Linked DNA regions of Mus musculus: region 1 is linked to region 2. The links are chromatin contacts, called in public HiChIP or PLAC-seq maps. All regions are on one chromosome and are shown on one strand. Each heading gives the region's core, a stretch centred on a gene start, on an enhancer-like site or on the middle of the called end of the contact. The rest is flanking DNA. Distances are from core to core; before and after follow the strand shown.

The links. HiChIP or PLAC-seq counts read pairs in DNA pulled down with a chosen protein or histone mark.
Region 1: a contact with region 2 is called in an H3K4me3 HiChIP or PLAC-seq map of neural progenitor cells, with 2.6 times the contacts expected there. The contact joins the enhancer-like site here to the promoter of Tbx15 in region 2. A contact is called at or near these places in 2 of 484 Hi-C or Micro-C datasets (neural progenitor cells and psoas muscle) and 2 of 115 datasets of contacts at active chromatin or transcription factors (embryonic stem cells and neural progenitor cells).

Annotation. Positions count from the first base shown.
Region 1 is chr3:99,334,868-99,338,710 of GRCm38.p6, forward strand. All of the region lies in intron 6 of Tbx15 (T-box 15), which reads left to right. Among named protein-coding and RNA genes, the nearest start is that of Gm52611, 15 kb to the right of the region's middle. Within about 2 kb of position 2,119, at least 6 of the 459 cell types and tissues checked have an H3K27ac peak or open chromatin away from gene starts, as enhancers often do. A contact at or near this core is called in neural progenitor cells, where this site is marked.
Region 2 is chr3:99,252,177-99,256,099 of GRCm38.p6, forward strand. It overlaps Tbx15 (T-box 15), which reads left to right and starts at 1,584. Exons shown (of 8, transcript NM_009323.2): 1 at 1,584-1,909. The coding sequence starts at 1,705.

The DNA.
Region 1 (3,843 bases), core at 869-3,368, 83 kb after region 2:
CCTCCTATTGGCAATTGTATTCCTCCTATTTATCCAAGCCATGGCTGTTTGTTTAGCCAGAACTTAATGCTTCTCTCTGCTTTATTATTTGTTCTCCCTCCCTTGTCATAAACTGTTTCCACCATTGTCCTCCTGGCCATATGGATTTGCCAGGGAAAGTTGGCAATTGTTTTATTATCTATGGCTCCTGCCCAAGGATGGTGTCATTGAACCCAGTGACGTCTTTTTAATGGTTAGTATATTGGAGTCTGAAGTATCTGCAAGATAATGAGGCCTAAAGGGGCTTGAAGGACACGTTTTTGGTTCTCTGATGAGAAAATGAGAAATGGAATTAGGTAACATGGAACTGCTTTTACATTTTATCCAGAGCCAGAGTATATGGATAGCACCATGAATTCCAGGGACGTAAGGCCATATCTGCTAGACCAAGCTGAATCTTGAGCAGATTTTCTTTTGCTTGAATTGGAACAATGATGACCAACTTCTCATTTTACTCTCTCACTTGCCTTGATAAACTTCGTTTTCAATCAAGCTGTGCTTATTAAGCCACAATTATTATAACAAATCCAGATTTCTCTATCTTACAATTATGGAGACTTTGGTGGCATGAAGAAGTTTCTTACCTTGGCCAAACTTACCTTAATTAGAAGCCAGACTATCTTTAGAGTCTAAGCTCTCAGCTAAAGTATTCATCTATCCCTTGAGTGACTTTCATTGTACCAAAGCCAGAGTATTCAGTCAAATTTACAGGAACTTAATGCTTTAGTTAGCCTGCTTGGTATTATTACAAATTTTATTATTCATGAGACATTGAAAATGCCCAGGAGCTGATGTCACAGCTTATCCAAACTCTAAGAAGGGTAGTTGAAAAGGAACACCTGGGGACCACTAGGCAATGAGCAATTTTTATTCAATTCTAAACACATATTCATCAATTCCTCATTCTCCCACACCAGTGAAAAAGGCTTTTTGATTCCAGCATCTTTACTGTGTAGATATAATTGTTGTACCCCATGAAGCCAAATTTTGCATGATGGGCTTTTGTTTAAATTTGTAGGCTTCTGATCTGTGATCCTTTAGAGCATCTCAACATAAAATGTCTTAAGCAACTGGAGGTTAGAGCTGATTCCACAAAGTAATGAAAGGGAGAGAAGGTGGAAGGTTTGACCTTGCCTCCAGAGAGCAGGGATAGATTAAGAACTTTGAGATATGGTAATTAGATCTGGACTGGATGTCCATTGTACACACCTTTGTCATATGCAGAGCTTCTCTGTCAAGTGCCCATAGCATACCTTTGTTTCCACACTGGGAAGTGTTTGCACATACTGTTGACTCTGCTACAAAAGTTACCACTTATCTGTAGTAGAAGATTGCTTAGAGTGTCATTTAATATTGAGGTTTTATAGATGACTTTTTGTGGAATCTTCCGTTTCCTATGTATATTAAATACTTCTTGCTCAATGCCTCATAGCACCTATTACATATCTCCAAATGCATCATATATTTCATAAATTAATTCTTTTTATATTGCTTTCATTTTTAATTGAAAATGACACAACTTAAGCCCTGTGTCTTTTTTGCTTTTATATCTCCTAAGTTTTTCTTTTGTCTGAATGCTCCTTTATGCTTTCAAAGTTCCTGCTACCTTAGAATAGATTTAGCTGTGGATTTACTTCTGTCGAGAGAGGACCAGTGGTCATATCAACCTATCGCATATGCTCTGTTCATGGTAGTCTCAGTACACGGCATAGGGAGAAGTTAAATGGATAAAGAAGTTGGAGATAAAGAGAAAATAAATAGATAATAATGATGAAGCCACTGATAATGTGAAAATTGCACACAGGGATACCTAAGCCAGATTATGGATATTTAGATATTTGTTATTACAATCTCTTTGCTGGACTTTAAGGAAGTTTTTGTTTTGTTTTCTTTGTTTGTTTGTTTCTTGTAGAAATGCAGTTGGAAGGGTATTTCTTTACAAGCTGGTTACAATTCCCCATCAGTTGATCTGGAGGCATCATTAGTTTGTGAAGGAGCTCTTTGGCTAGCTCTGCCTCCTCCCTCTTCTCCTCCTTCAGCACATTTTTTGGCTTGGCCAAGACAAAAGAGAAGCAGCTTGGAAACCAGAGAGGAAGTTACAGCCAAAAGACCAAACAAAGGGGGTTTAGATGTGGCCTCTGTTGTCACTGGACTAAGGAGGAAAAGTCAGCAAGAGGAAACAGTTGCCAACTTGACTGTTTCTGATTGGAAGCTTCAGAGATGACGCCAGGTCTCTGCTGTGCCGTAGCCCACAGAGGCCCACCATGTGGAACATGTTAACCAGACACTGCAGCTTTTTGCATCTGTGAAACAATGAGTCCATTTTGTAAATCTTGGAGATAAAATTTTACAAAATCAAGGCAAGATAACATCGAGCAAACAATGGTTAGAACGATACACCTCGTATAGACATCTAGTAGCTGAAGACCTTAATGGGTAGTTGACAAACATTCTTATAGAAGGCAATGGGTAGAAATGCTTAGACTCTGCTAGAACACTCAGGCTTAATGGAAGATCAGGAATCCTAAATCTAGGACAAAAGAGGCAGAAGGGAAACTGAAACCTCCCTGAGACCTAGGTCAATAAAGACACAATCCCAATTAGACAGAGAATAAAAAGCCCTGATATCTGACACTAGAGGACTCTTTCTATCCTCAGAGACTTTATTTTTATATCAAGTTGGTTTTAAAAAAATTAAACTTAAGAAAGAGAATTGATACTAGCTGAAATTTATGGATTAGTTCCACTACTTAGTTAACTTAACATGCATCAGTTGAGAAAATGGAAATTGTTAAAATTATGACTTAGTGACACCCGTTTGTTAATTCAGTGAGATAAACTGAGACGTACTGTGCAGCAAGCATTTTTCTAGGAACTTGAGCAAAGGAAAACATTGAATCCAAATCCCTTGAAATACATACAAGCTACTCTAGAAAGAAGGGGATTATTAAATTGCGCCATGGCCCTATACTACATTCTGAGGTACAGTGCAAGTGATTTCTAGCACTTGGATCTAATCAATGAAGCTTGACAGAGTTTGAGACAAAATATAGCAAATAAATAGAATTATTTTTTTCCAAAAATAGAAACATTCAGAAGCCATTAAAAGACTGAATAATATAAATGCATGACATTTCTATAATTCTACACACAAGAATACATATTAAAGGCTAATTTATATTTTTCCCATATAGTAAAAATATAGTTATTGAACTATGAAGTATACAGCCCAATAATAAGGTGTGACTAGTAATGTTATATTCTTTGCCACTGATTTTGGGGGTGGGCTACAAATGTTATCACTACACCTTTGCCTTGAGAAAAACCCTGTTATGTGAACTCCTGGATGGCAGGATATGTTTATGTATGGCATGCTGTATTTTTAGGCTAAGGAAGGTCTCCTTGAGGAGAACATGGAAGAAGGATGCTTAGTGGCAATGTATAAGAGTTTCATCATTTCATTGGAGGATGAAAATAATTACATCTAAGATATCAGCCAAATGTCAGAAGTAGCTTAATAACAGATCTAACAAAAACTCAGACTATCTTCTCAAAGAAATGCATCAACAGAGGCTAGATAATCATTCAAGAGAATGCTAGAAGAGACAGAATACACAACATCTATAAATCTTCTTAGATTTTAAATATATGATTCCATTACTGTTTTTAAAGTTATATTTGATAGCTGATACATAGTTATTATTTTAGAGTTGGCTACTTATAAAGTAATTCATACCATACCATAATATTTTGAAATAGTATTATGGAGAAGAATCCAAACCAATTTCTACTTACTTAATAAAT
Region 2 (3,923 bases), core at 334-2,833:
TTTCTTTCCCTCTTTCTTCCTTCCCTCCGTTCTCTTTTTGGCCTCCGTATAAGTCTGCGATCTGAGGCCTTATGCCATTTATCCATGAGGATAAATAACTTGGTGAGCGGTTGGATAACAAAAATGGTGGGGGATGTTGTTTTAAGTTCCTAGGTTATCTGTGGTGAATGAACGGTCCTGAAAGCTTTAAAAGTGAGGCGTGGGAGCAAAGGGAGATCATTAGTAAGAGATGAGAGCCAAGTTCTGGAGATGAGGGGATTTGAAGAAATTTTGAAAAAGTTCCTTCCCAGCTATCAGAAGTCTTATCTATCTCCCCCCCACCCCCAACCCCGGCACCCGCTGTGGGTTCTTTGGAATAAGAGCCCGGGATAGGCGAAGCGCAGCTCAGAGTCTGCTGCGCTATGAAAGTTACTATTTGTGTGGTGCAGGGGCCCAGTCTAGCAGGGTAAGTTTGCAGACCCCGAGGCAAGCTAAGCGGCCCATGCAGGTCTCTTAACTCTCAGCGTGTCTGTCTCCTCCCTCCATCAGGTAGAACAAGGAGCGTGAAGTCCTGAAATGTTCAGTTATAAGGCCGAATGGCAGCAGGAAAATTTTTTGTTGTTGTTGTTTCGTTTTGCCTTAACCGGACCCGCTTAGAAAGTCATTGATCTGGAACACAGTAGAAACCTGCGTAGAGAAATTTGGGCAGATCTCAAAGCCCCTGGGGGCATGGGTGATATGATCAGAAATATCTTCTGCCTTTTTTTTTTTTTTTTTTTTTTTTTTTTTGAGGAGAGGGACAGGTTAGCATTTTGTCACAGCATCAGCTTCCCAGATCTGCATCTGAACTGAGTATGATAGCTAGCTCTATTAGATCCTGAGAGTTTGGAAGGAAACTGTATGGATTCGTATTTGGACTTGTAGAGTCTATAAGGGCGAAGATCAGATTTTGACTTTGAGCTGTCCCGACTGCCCTCCTCCTACAGAGAAACAAGTCGGGTGCCGGGAAGCCAGGGGTTAAAGTTGGCAGAGAAGCATCCTGGGGATGGCCAGCGCACAGCCTTGGCCCGAGCCTCAGTCTCTCCCTTCTCCCCATTGGCCCGAGCTCTCGGGCTTTCTCTTGTTCCTTTCTTGCCATTGGCTGGGGGCTGGCTTTCCTCCCCTCTGCCTTTTTCTGCTCCCCCTCCCTTTTCCCTCACCCCTCGGACAGGAGCTCACTGCCTACCCCCTGTTCCTCGGGAAGGGAGGAATTCAGGGGGGAAAAGTTTCCCAGAAGTTTGGATCAGGGAAGGACGGGAAGAACGAGTGGGGAAGGGGGAGAGGGAGGAGAAAAAGGAAGAGGGAGTGAATTTAAAAAAAAAAAAAAAAAAGAAAGAAAGAAAAGAAAAAAAAAAAAGAAAAGATGAAGTTCAGTCAGCAGAGTTTGTGAGCGCCTGCCCGGGTGGGTGGGGAGCTGGACTCAGTGCTCCATGCAACGGGCGGGCGGCGTTCCCCGCGCTAGTTCCTAGAGGCTGGGGCAGCTGGGGGCACCGGTCTGATCCGGCGGTCGAGGGCGGGGGAGGACACGGAGGGAGGGCGCAGATCACCCGCGGAGCCGCCGCCCCAGTTTCGGCCGCGGCGCCGCCGCCTCTCCAGGGCCGGGTCGGCGGGCGCTCGGAGCGTGCGGCCGCGGGGCTGCCAGCTCAGTAGCGCGGGCTAGAGGAGACCCGGGTGCGGGCGGCTAAAATGAGTGAACGGAGAAGATCTGCAGTCGCCCTGAGCTCCCGAGCACATGCCTTCTCCGTTGAAGCCTTGATCGGCTCAAATAAAAAGCGGAAACTGCGAGACTGGGAGGAGAAGGGGCTGGACTTGTCCATGGAGGCGCTGAGTCCCGCAGGCCCACTCGGAGACACAGACGACCCGGCGACACACGGCCTGGAGCCCCACCCGGGTGAGTGTGTCGGATCGGACGACGGGAGGCGGGTGGAGAAGGAACACCAGCCGGTATCCCCGCGAGTGGAGGGAGGCCCTGCCTGCTGACTCCCTGCCTCACTCCGACGGGGGTTCCTTTTTCTTGGCATAAATACCTTGAGCCTCCCTAAATTCGCCGGAACCAATTTGGGGGCCTGGCCCGAGCCTTGCATTTTAATCGCCAATTTCAAGGCCTACTTGCGTCCATCCCCCTTCTCTTGTGTCAGAGACTGAGGGCTGCGGGTCCCTGGGTTTGAAAGAGCTCAGTCAAAGACACTGGAGAAAGAGCCCAGTGGATCTGAGACTTGCTTCCGTGCTTCTGAGAGCCCCCGAGTGCTGCCAGACGAAGCCTATAAGGCAGCCATGGGAAATGTTCCGGTTTTCTCTTTTAGTTTCTCTCTCAACTAAGTTTTAGATGGTGGAGTATAATTATTTCTATTTCACTGGGGACATAGTAGATAGACACTGTATCCTGAGACCCAGGTCTTTAATCCGTGCCCACATCTCAGTATTTGGGTGGGTGCACGTTTCAACTAATTTTCTTAGATCTCTCCATATTGTACATAATTAATATGCACAAAACACTTAAAACTCAAGGCGGATGTCAATGTGTGTATTTTAACAGAACCCTAAGAGGGAGAAAACAGCTTCACATTTTGTATTTAGTGCCAAGATTTCAACAGTGCAAAACAGCCCGGGGGAACAGCTGTTGTCAAAATCCTGTAAGCACGCTCACAAACACTACACTCATAACTCGGTTTAGCGGCTTCAGAATATTTTCAACAACTAGTATTTTCAGCCCAGATTTCTAAGGCCCTGCAGAAGGTGTCCCTGCGGACCAGCTAGGATCCAGGACTAGACTCCTTGTCCTACACGGCTTGGGGGTGGGGGGGAAGAGTCAGGCAGCCGCCCACACAGGAATGGGAGCAGCAGTAGGCTCGGGAGCTTGAGGATCCTGGCCTGAAAGCTAGCCAAAGCCCGAAGAGGGACAGCTGTCGCTTACATTTTCTCTTTCAGCAGTGACAGTTCAGTTTCCACGCTCCCGAGGCTAATAATAACTCGATTAGCCAGAGACCTGCAGAGACAGAGTTTCATGAATTCTCCGTGTTCTTGCGGCCCGTTACGGAATTTGGGTTTAGTGCTGGGGAATTATTTTTATTAGTCGATGAAAAGAAAATTAAAAGGAGATTTATTTCATCCATCCACGACTTTCTCTCTTTGGGAGCAAGGGCAGGTCCACTCGGTCTGCTGTGTGGGCAATCCAGGAAGGAACCGAAGATAGCTAATATGTGTCCTCTATTCTGCCATCCCGTCACCCAATTTATCTGTTGTCAGGATTTCAGTAAGGGTCTGTACAGTTATTGGAATGACTTATGGCAACTTTCGATTTGGGAATCTCTTGTTATTTTATCTTCCTGACAGTGGATAAGGGAGAAATTATTCGATTTAGGAAGACTGATGTCAAGGGTGCTTTTCTCTGGGGGAAGAGTCTGGGTTGCTGGGAGTGTGTCTGGTGTGTCTAAGCTCAAAAGGGCCGGCATGTGGGGGTCTCTGAAACCATTGGTATAGTTCAAAGCTCTCTCCTTCCGTCTTTCTCACCCATAAGTGAGGGAAGCAAAGAGAGGAATTGGAAAAGAGAATATTCCAGTCACGTGAATGTGGAGAGCTAGTCTCCAGAATTTTGTTTAGTAGCTCTAGTCTTGGCCTGACAAAGATTCGATGGAATATAGAGCTAACCCTTAGTGACACACTTCAGCCGCTCTGTTCCATTATTTGATTGCCTGTTTTAAAAGGAAGAGGGTACACTGAGGCTAGGAAACAACGAAATGAATTAATGAGCAAGGTTCCTGAAGAAGGGATTCAAAATTGAGAACATTGGGTAGCCCAGCATGGCCTTTGGCAGATGAGACCCTCAGGTTGGAGCTCAGGCAAGGACTTAAAGGCTTTCTTATCCTCTGGATTTGGGATGAGAAATTATCCTTCAGGGAAAAAGG